Linked DNA regions of Gossypium hirsutum: all the other regions are linked to region 3. The links are chromatin contacts, called in public Hi-C maps. All regions are on one chromosome and are shown on one strand. Each heading gives the region's core, a stretch centred on a gene start, on an enhancer-like site or on the middle of the called end of the contact. The rest is flanking DNA. Distances are from core to core; before and after follow the strand shown. Region 1 holds the start of LOC107931696 (thylakoid lumenal protein TL20.3, chloroplastic). Region 2 holds the start of LOC107931703 (F-box/LRR-repeat protein 13). Region 3 holds the start of LOC121204635 (NADH dehydrogenase [ubiquinone] 1 beta subcomplex subunit 8, mitochondrial).

Evidence for each region. Hi-C and Micro-C count contacts between places; a contact is called where the count stands out from the background.
Region 1: a contact with region 3 is called in a Hi-C map of leaf, with 2.7 times the contacts expected there. The contact joins the promoter of LOC107931696 here to the promoter of LOC121204635 in region 3. A contact is called at or near these places in 2 of 34 Hi-C or Micro-C datasets (leaf and petal).
Region 2: a contact with region 3 is called in a Hi-C map of leaf, with 2.0 times the contacts expected there. The contact joins the promoter of LOC107931703 here to the promoter of LOC121204635 in region 3. A contact is called at or near these places in 4 of 34 Hi-C or Micro-C datasets (all in leaf).

The regions. Positions count from the first base shown.
Region 1 is chrA08:115,751,554-115,755,666 of Gossypium_hirsutum_v2.1, forward strand. LOC107931696 (thylakoid lumenal protein TL20.3, chloroplastic) reads left to right here and starts at 1,484. Exons shown (of 7, transcript XM_016863635.2): 1 at 1,484-1,886; 2 at 2,011-2,208; 3 at 2,298-2,327; 4 at 2,427-2,533. The coding sequence starts at 2,123.
Region 2 is chrA08:115,695,865-115,700,330 of Gossypium_hirsutum_v2.1, forward strand. LOC107931703 (F-box/LRR-repeat protein 13) reads right to left here and starts at 1,585. Exons shown (of 4, transcript XM_016863639.2): 1 at 379-1,585; 2 at 115-273; 3 at 1-28. The coding sequence starts at 1,368.
Region 3 is chrA08:115,300,201-115,304,649 of Gossypium_hirsutum_v2.1, forward strand. It overlaps LOC121204635 (NADH dehydrogenase [ubiquinone] 1 beta subcomplex subunit 8, mitochondrial), which reads right to left and starts at 2,501. Exons shown (of 4, transcript XM_041074864.1): 1 at 2,114-2,501; 2 at 1,926-2,012; 3 at 1,705-1,800; 4 at 42-312. The coding sequence starts at 2,251. The coding sequence ends at 256.

The DNA of each region.
Region 1 (4,113 bases), core at 234-2,733, 450 kb after region 3:
TTGTAATAGAGACTAGAGAGGCAGGCTTGTTGCTACACATCTTCTGCCCGATAAATTATATAGGCATAATTTACTGTTTAATTCTTAAAGTATATTTAATTTTTCACTTTGGTACTGAAACATTTGTTTTCTAATTTGGTACCTTAAGTATCAATTTTCTCTATTTTTGGTCAATTTTGTAAGGGCCTTTAAGAAAAATCTATTAACCCACTTTGGCCAATGGAAAAGTACAATGTGACTTATTTTGACAAATGAAAAAATACCACATGACAATTAAATTTTTTTAAAAATAAAAATATTAAATTTTATTGATAACAAATATAACAATATACACCACGTTTCCTTTTTTAATATTATATATATTATATTGATAAAAATTGTAAAAATTTATATTAATATATAAAAATTTTAAGAAAATATTTTTTATAAAATTCTAAAATATATAATTATAAATTTTAAAAATTAAAAATAATATATAAAAATTAATTTTTTATGAAAATTAAAAATGTATTTAAATTTCAAGTAATTGCAAAAGAAAAAAAACTTGAAATTTAAATACTTTATAGAATTTTATAAAAGAATTTTATTTTCAAACTTTTCTAAATAATTTTTACATTTTTTTACATTTTTTGTAATATATTATTAATTTCAACTAATTTCTTTTTAATTATCGTATTTTTTGTAAATTTTATTTTTATAATTTTTTATAATTTATATTTTTTTCTAGATTATATATATTTTCCTAATTGTTATATATTTATTTTTGTTTCATGTTTTTTAATGAGTATATATGTTTAATGAAAGAAACTATTTATTTTTTTACATAAAATCTCCACTTTGTGATTGGTCATTAGATTCTTTTTAACGTCTGTCAAAAAATGAATTAAAAAATATAACGAAAGCATATCTTAGATTCAAATTGAGAAGTGATTGATATTTTAAATATCAATTAGTAATAAAAAAAATTTAGATATCAAAATAGAAAATTGAGTATAATTCAAAGTCCAAATTGTAAAGTAAGCCAATTATATAATGTGAAGGATCCATTTAAAAACCTGAACTGAAGGTCCACACTGATCCACTATATGATAACAGGATTTTCCATCAATTTGTTAGTTATAGAGTTTTTTTTTTTTGTTAAAATATAGCATAAGGACCTTAACTCTTTATAAATTTTAGAATTCAGTCTTTTTATTTTTTAGATTTTAATTAATACAATTAAAATTATTTTGTCAAATTTTAGTTTATTACAAAGTCATCTTTTTAGTTATATGACTATGAAGTAAGGTTTTTTATTTTCAAATGTCACATCAATAAATTTTTTAAAAAATATTTGTATTAATAATTGAACTTAAATTTTAAAAATTTTAAAAAATAAAGAGATTAAATTTGTAAAAGTAAAGATATAAGGATTAAGTTGTAAATTTGTGTAACCAGTTCCCCACCTTCGTTGAATATGATAATCGAGTAAAAATTCAAATTCATGATATTTTTTTCAGGAAGAAAATATTAAACTTTAAAATTCCCCCAGAATAAACAGATGGAAAGGCAACATCCAATGAAAAACAAGCAAGAGACGTGTGTTAATCCCAACCAGTCCCGTTACTGCAAAAACAAGTGGATAAAATTGGAGCAAACATTTTAATATCAAAACTGCCACTATGCCCATCTGAACCAGCTTCCTCTTCTTCGTAACAACAAGAAACCAAACCACTACCTGTAAATGGCAGTGCCTTCACTCTCCTCTTTATCCATCAACCCTCTAATTAGTATTTCTTCTTCTTCTTCTTCTTCAAAAGCTTCATCCCGCCATCTTCCCTCATTCTCAAAACGTTTTGGCGTCTATTGCCAGGTTAATAATTCAGAAATCAAAGCTCGAATTAGCGGTGAGTAAATGATATCTTGATTCTGCTTGTTCGTTTCATCAATTATTATTATTATTATTATTATTATTATTATTATCATTTTTAGGTACTCAATTTTAACATAGTTTTCCTTTGAAAAAGGAAGATTGTTCCAACAATACGTATGAAGTTAGGGATGCTAAGTTTAAGATCTGGAAACCCTTGCTTTCAACAGCATTGGCAGCAGCCATAGTTGTTTTGGCTCTGATATCTCTGCTATGGCTGAACTTAATAAGTTTGAGGCAGAAACTCGTGGTGAATTTGGTATCGGATCTGCTGCACAGTTTGGTTCTGCGGATTTGAAGTGCGTTTTATTACAACATCTAAATTATATGCTCAACATCTCTGTTTTTGGTTTAGGAAGGGTTTGATTTTCTGTCTTATGTCGTGCAGAAAAGCTGTTCACGTGAACGAAAATTTCAGGTAACTTTTCAAAGTAAAGAATTTCAATTACTTCTTGGCAATCAAACTGAGGATTCACTAGTGCTCATAATCAATCCGAAATCTAAATGGTTGAAACAGAAGGGCAAACTTCACATCTGCTGATATGAGGGAATCTGATTTCAGTGGTTCAACCTTCAATGGTGCATACCTTGAGAAAGCAGTTGCATACAGAGCAAATTTCACAGGTAAATTTTCTGCCAAACGAAATTAGTTTACTTCATCCATGATAATTTGTAACACATACAAGTACACATAATGACAATTTTTTTTCCATCAAATCAAACAAAACTAAATGAAAATTATAATCTATTTGTAACTCATGAAATTATCTAGAAGCTCGAACTTGCCCAACTTTGGAGAAAAGTCTTCTCTCTTTTCCTTTTGTTTGTATCCCTGGTTGTGCTAGACCTGGAGGCGCTTCTCTTTTTACTCCTTGGGCTATTTGGTACCCTCTTTTCTGTAGTATTTGGACATTGGCTTGATAAGCTTTCAGAGTTCTGGCGAGAATTTGTGGAGAATCTTTCTGAATCACTTTGTGCTTCAAGTAAGGGATCTTCTGCATCAGACAGCTTATGACTAAATCCTTTCAGCTTAAAACTAGTTGATTCCAAGATACCCTCCTCCCTATTTGGGGAACCCCTTCCTCTATAGCCATTGGGAGAACCAGAAGTTGAATCTATTGTGTCGAGTGGAGACGTGAAGTTGGATGCTATTTCCTCTGTTAAATCCATAGCTTCATGCTCAGAAGTTTCTGATAGATCATTAAACTCCACTGAGCCTCTAACCTTTGGCATATCCCTTCCTTCTTCTGATGAAATAAGGCTAATGTTGTTACACAGGAATAATGGCGTCCCTAGATATCAAACCGTACCCGGACTCCAATTCATCTTTATACTGAAGGTTCCGCTTCCATTGATTTTATCGATTCAAGTTTTTTCTCATCATAACTGGGGCTAGAGTATTGACCTTCAGAGCATGGAGTTTGAAACTTTGTTGGTGGAGTAGGAAAATCCCGGACAGCCACGACCCTTTTGTGGGGTTTATAGCCTTTAGGCAAAACTTTCTCAGGTGATTCCGAAGCTTCATCATCTGAAATTGTGAACACGTCAATGGGATTCGGATTTGGGGTACCTTCAGAAATTGTGACCGCGTCAATGGGATTCGGATTTAGGGTACCCAAAGCTTCGTCATCTTTTCTTTCGACTCCCTTCGGGGAAATAGATTGAAGCGCATTATAAAGTGGCGAAACCACCAAAGCCTCAGGTTCTGATGAACAATAAGACGAGGTAGGGCTAGACGTCTCCGAGTCATCTAAATGATGTGCGCATTCGTATGCAAATCTCTGCCACAGAGCAAAATCCTTAGGAAAATCATATCCAGCTTTTCTTTCTATTTGTTCTCCCAAAGTTTCTTCGGGAAGAGCACGATTGTTTTGCGAGACCATTGTCGGTTGTGGGTGATTTCAGTACTGAGGGTAATTTGAAAAAGGAAAATCAATATGAATATATAAGAGAAGATAGCTACAAAACCGGAAACAAAAGGCAAAAACCTTGATTAATCTTTAAAGTTGAAAGAAAAGCAAAAGGCATACCTCGGGATTTAGGGTTAACAAGATATCGGTGAAGGCAATGAAACGTTATATAGACCTTACGTTCCTTGTGTTGCAAGTAGGTTTTAGAGTGTTGGGTTAATGTTAGAATCATAGTCGGTATTGGAATCAGATTAACTCGAGACCCTAAAACAATTCAAATTAAATCGGTATCTA
Region 2 (4,466 bases), core at 335-2,834, 390 kb after region 3:
AGAACACAGCCCCACTTTCCTCCCGAAACTGTTCATTCATTTCACTAACCCGTAATTATAAGAAAAGCATCATTAATTTCAATTAAGTTTTAAAAGTATTGGTCCAGAACTTACATCTACTGCAATTTCTATGAGAGAGGGGCAATCCCCTAAGAAGGCAACCAGGTTGTAAACCGCATTTGGAGATTTTAGTGGACCATACCAAAAAACATGCGTGAGATTTTGGAATGTTTGGAATGGGATGCCTCTTGTGTAGTACTCTTTTGCGACGAACTTATTTATACCAAAGCAATATATATATATATCAGAAACAACTATATATCCAAGAATATGCAAGATTAAAACAATGTATGAAAAATAAGACGAAACAAAAGGTACCTCCACAACCGCAAAATTTAGAATCATAGTGTTCACATGCCTGATTTGATCGATCAATTCTCTAACGTGGACAGTATATGCCTCATTCATTGGTTCCTCCCTCCCTTGCAAGAGTAAAATTTGTAATACCGGACAGTTGTTCAAATAAAATTTGGTCAAGTCACCTGAGTAAACCAGGTTTCCGACAAGTGGAGCATCAACACGTAATGACCTGAACTCCCCATCATCACTATCTTCAAGACACCTAAAACTAATCAGCCTAAGATTTGGACCACTGATGTTAACATTCTTAAGCCCCTCACACATATTAATGACCAATTCCTCAAGAGGGACGCATTTACGAAGGAACAAATCCACAGTCGCATCTGCAAGTTTGCAGTGGGTGAGAACAAGAAGCTTAAGAGAAGAAAAGACTGACGCAGCAATAGGTTGACCAGGACGAGGTGGTTTAAAGTCAACAAAGCTTAAAACAAGGTGCTCCAGTATTTTACTTCGATTGGAGAAAAGAGAATCTGGCAACTGAAAGAATCTCCTTGCTAAAGAAACTGACATGAGGCCTATCGTCAGTTGACGGACGTTCTTGGAGAGTGCAAAATTGACCCATCTTTGTACATCAGGGTTAGAACGCTCGCTAACGTGGCCAACAGTGGTGAATTTTATGATCTGAGGAGATAGGAGGAGGTCTAAGCAGCGAGTAATTGGAGAATAGTCGGCTTGGTTATCGGAGAAGGGTAAACTGTGGAAATCTACGCCTTGGGTGTGCTTCCAGAGATTACTCCACCTTTTACTTAAGATGCTGGTTCGGACAACCGAGTCCATGGGCATCTTGGATAGAATGCGGGAAAGCACTGTATTAGGTAATGCACTGAGTCGGTCTCGTCTACGACTTGTTCCGGCGTTCCAATCTGAAACCTGATCCTTGGTCATTTCCAACCATTCCAGCCTTCTGTTCACAAGACGACGAAGACTAGAATCCATGACAACTTCCATCTTTGATCAACAAAATCCAACGACTACAAACTGGAAACAAAGAAAGCAAGAAGATTGTTTAATCAAGTATAAAATGGGAATCCACTCTTTCTAAAAGAAAACAAGAACAAGAATGAAAGAAAAAATAAACATGGAAAGACACTTCGGTTTTTTCTGTTTTTGGTCGATCATTTTTTCCCCTTTAATTAACTGATTAATAGCAGTTTCAGTTGACACCAGTAAATTTTATTTCCAGTTGTATAAAATCGACTTAATATACCCATAACTTAAGGTAGGAAATTGTCATTCATTAAAGAGCGAGCACGGAGCAAAGCAATCCAATGTACTGGGCTGGATTCAGTTTCCACCCAAATGGATTTAATATAAGTGAGAAACAGGGCCCAACACAATAGGCATACTGATTGTGCGGTCAATGATTTTATCAGGGAGATAGACATGGACCACTCTAATGTAACCAAAATACATTGATATGGAACTGTTGGGGAAAATAATTAGAAAGGAATATGTGAGACAAAGCAAAACACCTGATATGTAGTAGCAAACCAGAGTTCTTAAACTGGGTTGAGATCAACAGGGACGATAAAGAGATTATTGATGAGCTAGTTACCATGGAACTAAATAGAATTAGAAGCGATTGTCAAAGGCGGAGTGGGGGTTGATGAGACTCCTTTCATGAAATGTTTTTGGTGTTGGATCAAGACCAAAACAAATGGCTATTAGAAAATCGTTATAGGATACTAAATCGGATATGAAGTTGATAAAGAAGTCAAAGGTTGATGAGGTTAAATCTGGTGTTTGATTTTTTTTATTTTTTATTTTGTAGGAACTTAGAAAACAGATCAAGAAATCACAGCAAAGTCTTGAGCTAGAAGCTACTGTAACTTGCTGAACAAACAAGGAAATCGACTTAAATTGTAACAAGAACAGATTACTCAATAAGAACCAAAACAAGAAGAGAATTCTGGTGAATGATTCATCATCTCATTTCTGAAACAAAGCATTACATATATCAAGTAATCAACTTGTCAAAAAGATGAAAATATTGCCTAAACACACCTAACTCCACTAACAAAGTCTTGAAACGTACAAAACTTTGCTTACACACTTGGTTAAGATGATTTATCAAATCTATCAGCACCAAATTGCATCAAATCCCTTACATACTTAGTTCTAGTGTAACTAAGTAGCAAAAACATCAACTAAAAAGTAACAAAACAGCAACATATTCTTCAGCTGCAACTTGCATGGCTCGAACTGCTATGGTCTGCATGAAAGCCATCTTTTAACATTCCTTCTTGGCTTCCATGCTGCAAACTCCTAATCTAGCTCTCAAATTCTCGAACCTTGGTACACCAAGAGGTTTTATGAATATATCAGCTAACTGATCTTCAAAACTGCAATGAACCAATTTGATTTCTTGAGATTATTCCACTTCTTTAACAAAATGAAACTTGATCTTAAAATATTTTGTTTTGCGATGAAATACTGGATTCTTTGCAATTGCAACAGCAGATTGATTATCACTTCTGATCTCTATTGCTTCTCTTTGATGTAAGTTCATATCTGCCATTAGCTTTCTTAACCAAATTTCTTGATTAACAGCTGATGCAGCTGCAACATATTTAGCTTCAGCTGTTAATTGAGCAACAATGGATTGTTTCTTTGAACTCCAACAAAAAACAGCTAATCCAAGGGTAAACAGATACCCTGAAGTGCTTTTCATATCATCAGTTGATCCTGCCCAATCACTATTAGTAAAACCAACAAGCTTTATTGTGTCAACCTTGGTGAACATAATTCCAAAGCTCAGAGTTCCTTTGATGTACCTGAGAACTCTCTTTGCAGCTTGAAAATGGTTCACATTGCAATAGTGCATGAACCTGGATAGGAGACTGACTACAAACATTATGTCTGGTCTTGTGGCTGTTAAGTAGAACAAACATCCCACTAAGCTCCTATAGGTAGATTTATTAACCTTATCAAAACCACCTTAGCTAGATAGCTTTCCTTCAACAACAACTGGAGTAATGGTTGCTTTGCAATTTTGCATGAAAAATCTGTTTAAAATTTTTAAGGCAAATGCCTTTTGGCTTATGAAAATCCCTTGCTGAGTCTAAAATAACTCCATCCCAAGGAAATAGGACATTTCACCCAAATTAGACATTTCAAGCATACTCATCATTTTGTCTTTGAAATCTATCAGCATAGCATCATTTGATCCCAAGTACTTCAGCAAAAACTTCTCGGTTATTTGATCCCAAGTAGTGATAGAACCTCGTGGTAGGGAGTTCAACCATTGCTTAGTCTTATTTCTCAACAAAAAGAGGAATAACCGTAGGCGAATGGCATCATCAGAAACGCCATTTATCTTGAAAGTGTCGAGAATTCTAAGAAATTAGTCAAATGAGTAGTTGGGTCTTCGTCCCGCAAACCATCAAACTTAACAAACTGTTGAATCATTTAAATAGCATTAGGTTTCAGTTCAAAATTATTTGCAGCAACAGCAGGTCTAACAATACTCGATTCAACCCCAGTTAAATTGGGCTTGGCATAATCGTACATAGTACGAGGAGTAGGATTCGGATTTACAGGATTTACAACAACCACAAGAGGTAACTGATTATTATGATTTTCTGCCATCTCCTTAGTATTAATAATAATATCCTATTGCTCTTCTATTGTACTTTGTTGACTTTGCCTTGCTTCTCTACGGTTTCTGTGAGCTGTACTTTCGATCTCACAGTCGAATGCTAGAGGTCCTGACCGGTTTCTTCTACTCATAAACTAAAGGAACATGCCAGAAGCAAATAAAAGAAAAGTTAGTAAATTAACAGTAAAACAAAAAATAAAATAAAAATAAAAATGGCTAAAGTAATAAAAATTAAGTGTTCCTAATATTTTAGTCCCCGGCAACAGTGCCAAAAATTTGATGATCGTTTTATGGTTCACTAAGCTAGACTACGATCACGACAGAGGCAAGTACACCTATCGAATGGTAGTATAGCTATGGTGAGTCCAGAATATTGTATCCACAAGGACTAAAAGTACTAGTATTAACTATCTTTCTATTGTTTAGCCTAAAATAAGAGGGATTTGTT
Region 3 (4,449 bases), core at 1,251-3,750:
ATATGGCATCATCTAATTACTGCAAAATTTGGCACCAACCCTTTGAAAATAAAAGGAGGCAACGCATCTTTTAATAAGATTTTATGAACCAAAACACATTGGGTTATTTGTTCAAATTTCAAAATGTTAGTTTCAGCAACAAGCCCACAGAATCCATTATTTAATTGTTTTTAAGTTCCAAAAGTAAACCAATAAAGAACAGAGGACACAAGTGAAACGAACAATAGATGTATAGAACTTTGCATATGGATCTACCTACGGTTCTCCACCAAGCTCCACTCGCAGGTTGTAATATGGATATACTTTTGGTGCCTGCTTAACAGTAGGGAAAAGATATCAATCAGCATGAGAAATATCAAACAACGTATACCAGCAAGTAACATAACATTAAGACTGTAACAAACTAAACTCTTGCAAGCAACAAAAATTTACACCAAATTAATGACACGTAGGTTACTTCTCTCTAGCTACTTTTTGGGCTGCTAATGACACACAACATGAAATGTTGATGGATGTACCATTGAAGAAAGGAATTAAAAGCCATACAAAATAAAAAGGATAAGGAATCTTCTAAAATAGACATCACTAAACCCAAAGCAAGCAGAAGACTTCCACTTACCTAGCAGAAACATCATTGTTTAAATAGCACAAGTAAACAGTGGTTTCCATTGATTTACCATAAAATATCTAATGTGAACTCTCAAGAACTTCAATTATACCTTTCAAAAACAAAATAACTTTAATTATCTATGCAATTGACATGGCAGTGCTAGCATATTGTCAAAAGTAATACCCTAAAAAGGCTTCTTGCGAAGCCCAAAATATATTGTCAAAGTTGCTAACTGAGCATGAGACGGATTTCAAACTCCAGCAGGCAGAACAATGAGACAGAAGGCCAAACTAGCCAGTAGCCCCCAATGGAAGGGATTTCCTCAACAATTCAACACATCTAACAGGGGAAATGCATTTCTGAAAATATTTCTAAGTTCATCAGAGAATCAAGCAAGGGAAAACCAAAGACAAGGGCTTTCTATCATGAACCTTTGCAAAATTCATCCTCTCAACCATAATCATTGTTGAGAAAACAGGCTAGAGTCCTCTAGCATGAAATATCTTCCATCCTAAAGCAGGTAGTTCACATATCCCCCTATTCTGGGATAATGACTCACTCGAGCTTGAAGTTCAAAATTTCTCAGCTTAAAACATGAGTGACATTATGGTACCTTTTGATTCGGTCACTATCCTACATTCCTATTTTCCCAATTTCAAACATATCCAAAACACCACTAAGCTACAAATATTAATATTACATGAACACGTTAAAAAAACTATAAGGTAGCATTTGGGGTCTCGGGTTTCAAACTTTGGATTTGAATTTCGAGAATAGTGCAAATTGAGTGATAATACACATACAAATATATTACTCATGATTGTTTCTCAAATCCCTGGATTTGTTGGATGCCTAGTAGTGAATTTGAAATTCCCAAGGAATTTAACAAATTCATGCTTTTTATACTTTCCAAAAACGCATTATATTGAAATTCATCTAATTTATTCATAATATATACAATTCATTCTCACAATTTATATAGCAAATGAAATCCAAATCCAAGAGTTTCAATTTCATATTCCCAAATGCAGCATAAAGAAAATTGAATTGAACTAAGGCAAAGTCAACTAATCAAGTCAGAGATTTGAACTCACGAATGGAATCTTGGAGGCCTTATCATTCCACCAAGCCAAAAATCCCAACGATGCAAAGAAGCTCAAGCCTCCACACATCCAAGCTAATGCCTCATACTACTCCCAGAAAAATGAAACATAGGAACAAGAACAGAGAAAAAAAAGAGAGTAATTTCTTCAAATAATCCAAAATCCCACTACCATAAAACACAAATGAACATTTAAATAGAGAACTTACTTACCTTTCCGACGGTATCAGCGATTCGATCAATACAAGGTTCTGGAAATGCAGTTCCATTGTCCCAAATTAGCTCGTCATTTACAGGAAGCTGAAAGGTTCCAGCAGGAGTAAAATTGTAGGGTTTTGGGTTAGTCTTTTTAATGATTTTCACTGAATAGATCTGAAGAATTATGAAGTGATTGAGCTTACGGGCTTGTCGGGAACGATATGTTTGCCGACAGGGAGACCCATACCGGAACGGAGTCGAAAAGAAGAGGCGACGGAGCGCGATACGACGCCAGTTCCGCCCATTATACGTGACGCTACGTTGCTCAATCTTCCTGCCATTTCTTTTCTCCTCGGAACTTTCTGCAGAACCAAACTCTGGTTTCTGTATTAATATTTAGCTATGACTAATTCCAATGGGCCATTTGCCCACGATAGGGATAGATAAATGATATTCAAACGATAAACAAAACGTAATAGATTCGAAGCCGAAGCCCATCAATATGGACCTATGGAAACCTTTTTAGTGTCAAAATTGTGATATTTTAATATATTCTACTTGTTCAAATATCAGGTTTTAGGTTTGATTTTCACATTACATAAACTGTTCTGTTTCTAAATATATTCTAGTCGTCCAAATTTATTTTGATTCAAACCCAAATATATTCTAGATATTTGGAGCTGTGAGTCTATTTGTACTCATAATTTTTTAAGTACATATTACAAATTGAGGGGAAAACACGACAATAGATTTTAAACTTTAGTCTTTTGACGGTGAACAAAGGACTTAATCACTATTCGTTAACGCTTTAAAAATTTTAAATATATTTTTTTCAAAAATTTAGTTTAAGATAAATATTTAACTTGACTTTGAAATTAAGCCTCTTTCGTCCCAAGGTCCTCCAACACTTAACCTCGACCTTAGATCTTGCAAGCTTCTATTATCACCCAAAGTTTCCCTTTATCTTGAAACCACATACAAATGTATTTAAATTCCTTCAACCCTGAGGGGTTTAAAGAGTCCATAACCTCTTTAAGGTCCTCATATAAACCTTAGATCTTGCAAGCTTCTATTATCACCCAAAGTTTCCCTTTATCTTGAAACCACATACAAATGTATTTAAATTCCTTCAACCCTGAGGGGTTTAAAGAGTCCATAACCTCTTTAAGGTCCTCATATAATCCATCGGTGCCTAAGACGTCAATCCCTTAAAGTTTTTATATCTCTTCATTTTTATTAACCTCGTAGTTATAGCTCCCTAAGAGGAGTTTGAGGAGTTCATGTGGCACATCCATGATTGTCCCTTGCATTTCATAGACTCGTCATCATAAGATACCCCAAGTAGCAACGATCTTTTCCTCCAAAAAGTTTGAATTCCCCACTCAGGCTCCCTTTATGATCACCTTGGTACTTGACACACTGGTTCTTAAGACCTTCGTAATCTTTCCCCCAATTTACTCAAAGGTTTCAATCCTCAAAAACCAATAGGAGTCTAAGGAGCATACAAGCCACCTATAGAGTCCCATCGATACAAGAAAAGATGTGAGTGTAGGGGTATGATGAGCAAATGCTTATATATTTTAAGTCTTAATTCCCTCACATTTGCATTGTTCTTAATTAATTTTTAGTTAGTTTTGTATAAATAGGTCCATTTTTCCATTAGCTATTGAAAAAAATTAGTTTTAAGTTATTCTTAATGTTTTTGTGTTCTTGAGTTACAAAGCTTTTCCAAAGTCTTCTTGTAGACATTGGATTGAGTTCAAGAGAAAAAAAAGCATATTCGAAAGAGGTGGAAAAAGGAAAAAGCTGGAAAATGCAAAAAGTCTGAATCTATTTGCAAATAATTCACTTTACATAAACACAAAAAGTAAGAATATATTCTACTTTTCGTCAGTACTCGAGTTTCAAATTTGTGATATTTATTAAATTAATTAAGCTTTTGGTCTTTTCCGCTCTAGCTTGAGATCTTGCCTTAGAAAAGCCTTGTAAATGGTAGAAGCATGTTGGATTCCTTAGGTTGCCTTAAACTTTTGATTACGTTTTCTTAGGTTAGAAAGTATAGAAAGTTTGGAGAGTTTGGTTTAGTAGTTTTTATTTGTTTTTAGTTTTGTAATAATTTGTTTTTACTTTAAACTTTTAATTTTCTTGTAAATTACAATAACTCTTTTGGAGATTCTTTATTATTAAGTTGTCTTAATTTGACGTAATTCTTTGGTTGTGATACCTCATTTTAATATCTTTTATGTTGTTTTCCAATTTAAAATGAGCAAAATTATTTATGCGGATGGGAAATCCTTATGTTAGTGGCTTAGTAATTGAAATAGGATTAAAACTTAAGAATAAGACAACAATTTAATTCTATAATTTGTGCTCATGTATTAATTCTAGTTGACTACTATGTTGATATAATTCCTAAAGAGACAGTGAGGTTGTGAGAACTCCTCTACTCTACTTTAGTGATCTAATAAGAAATTACCCAAAAATATTTTTAGGAAAAACAACCAACTGGGGACCATATTGCATTGTTGGAAAAATTGGT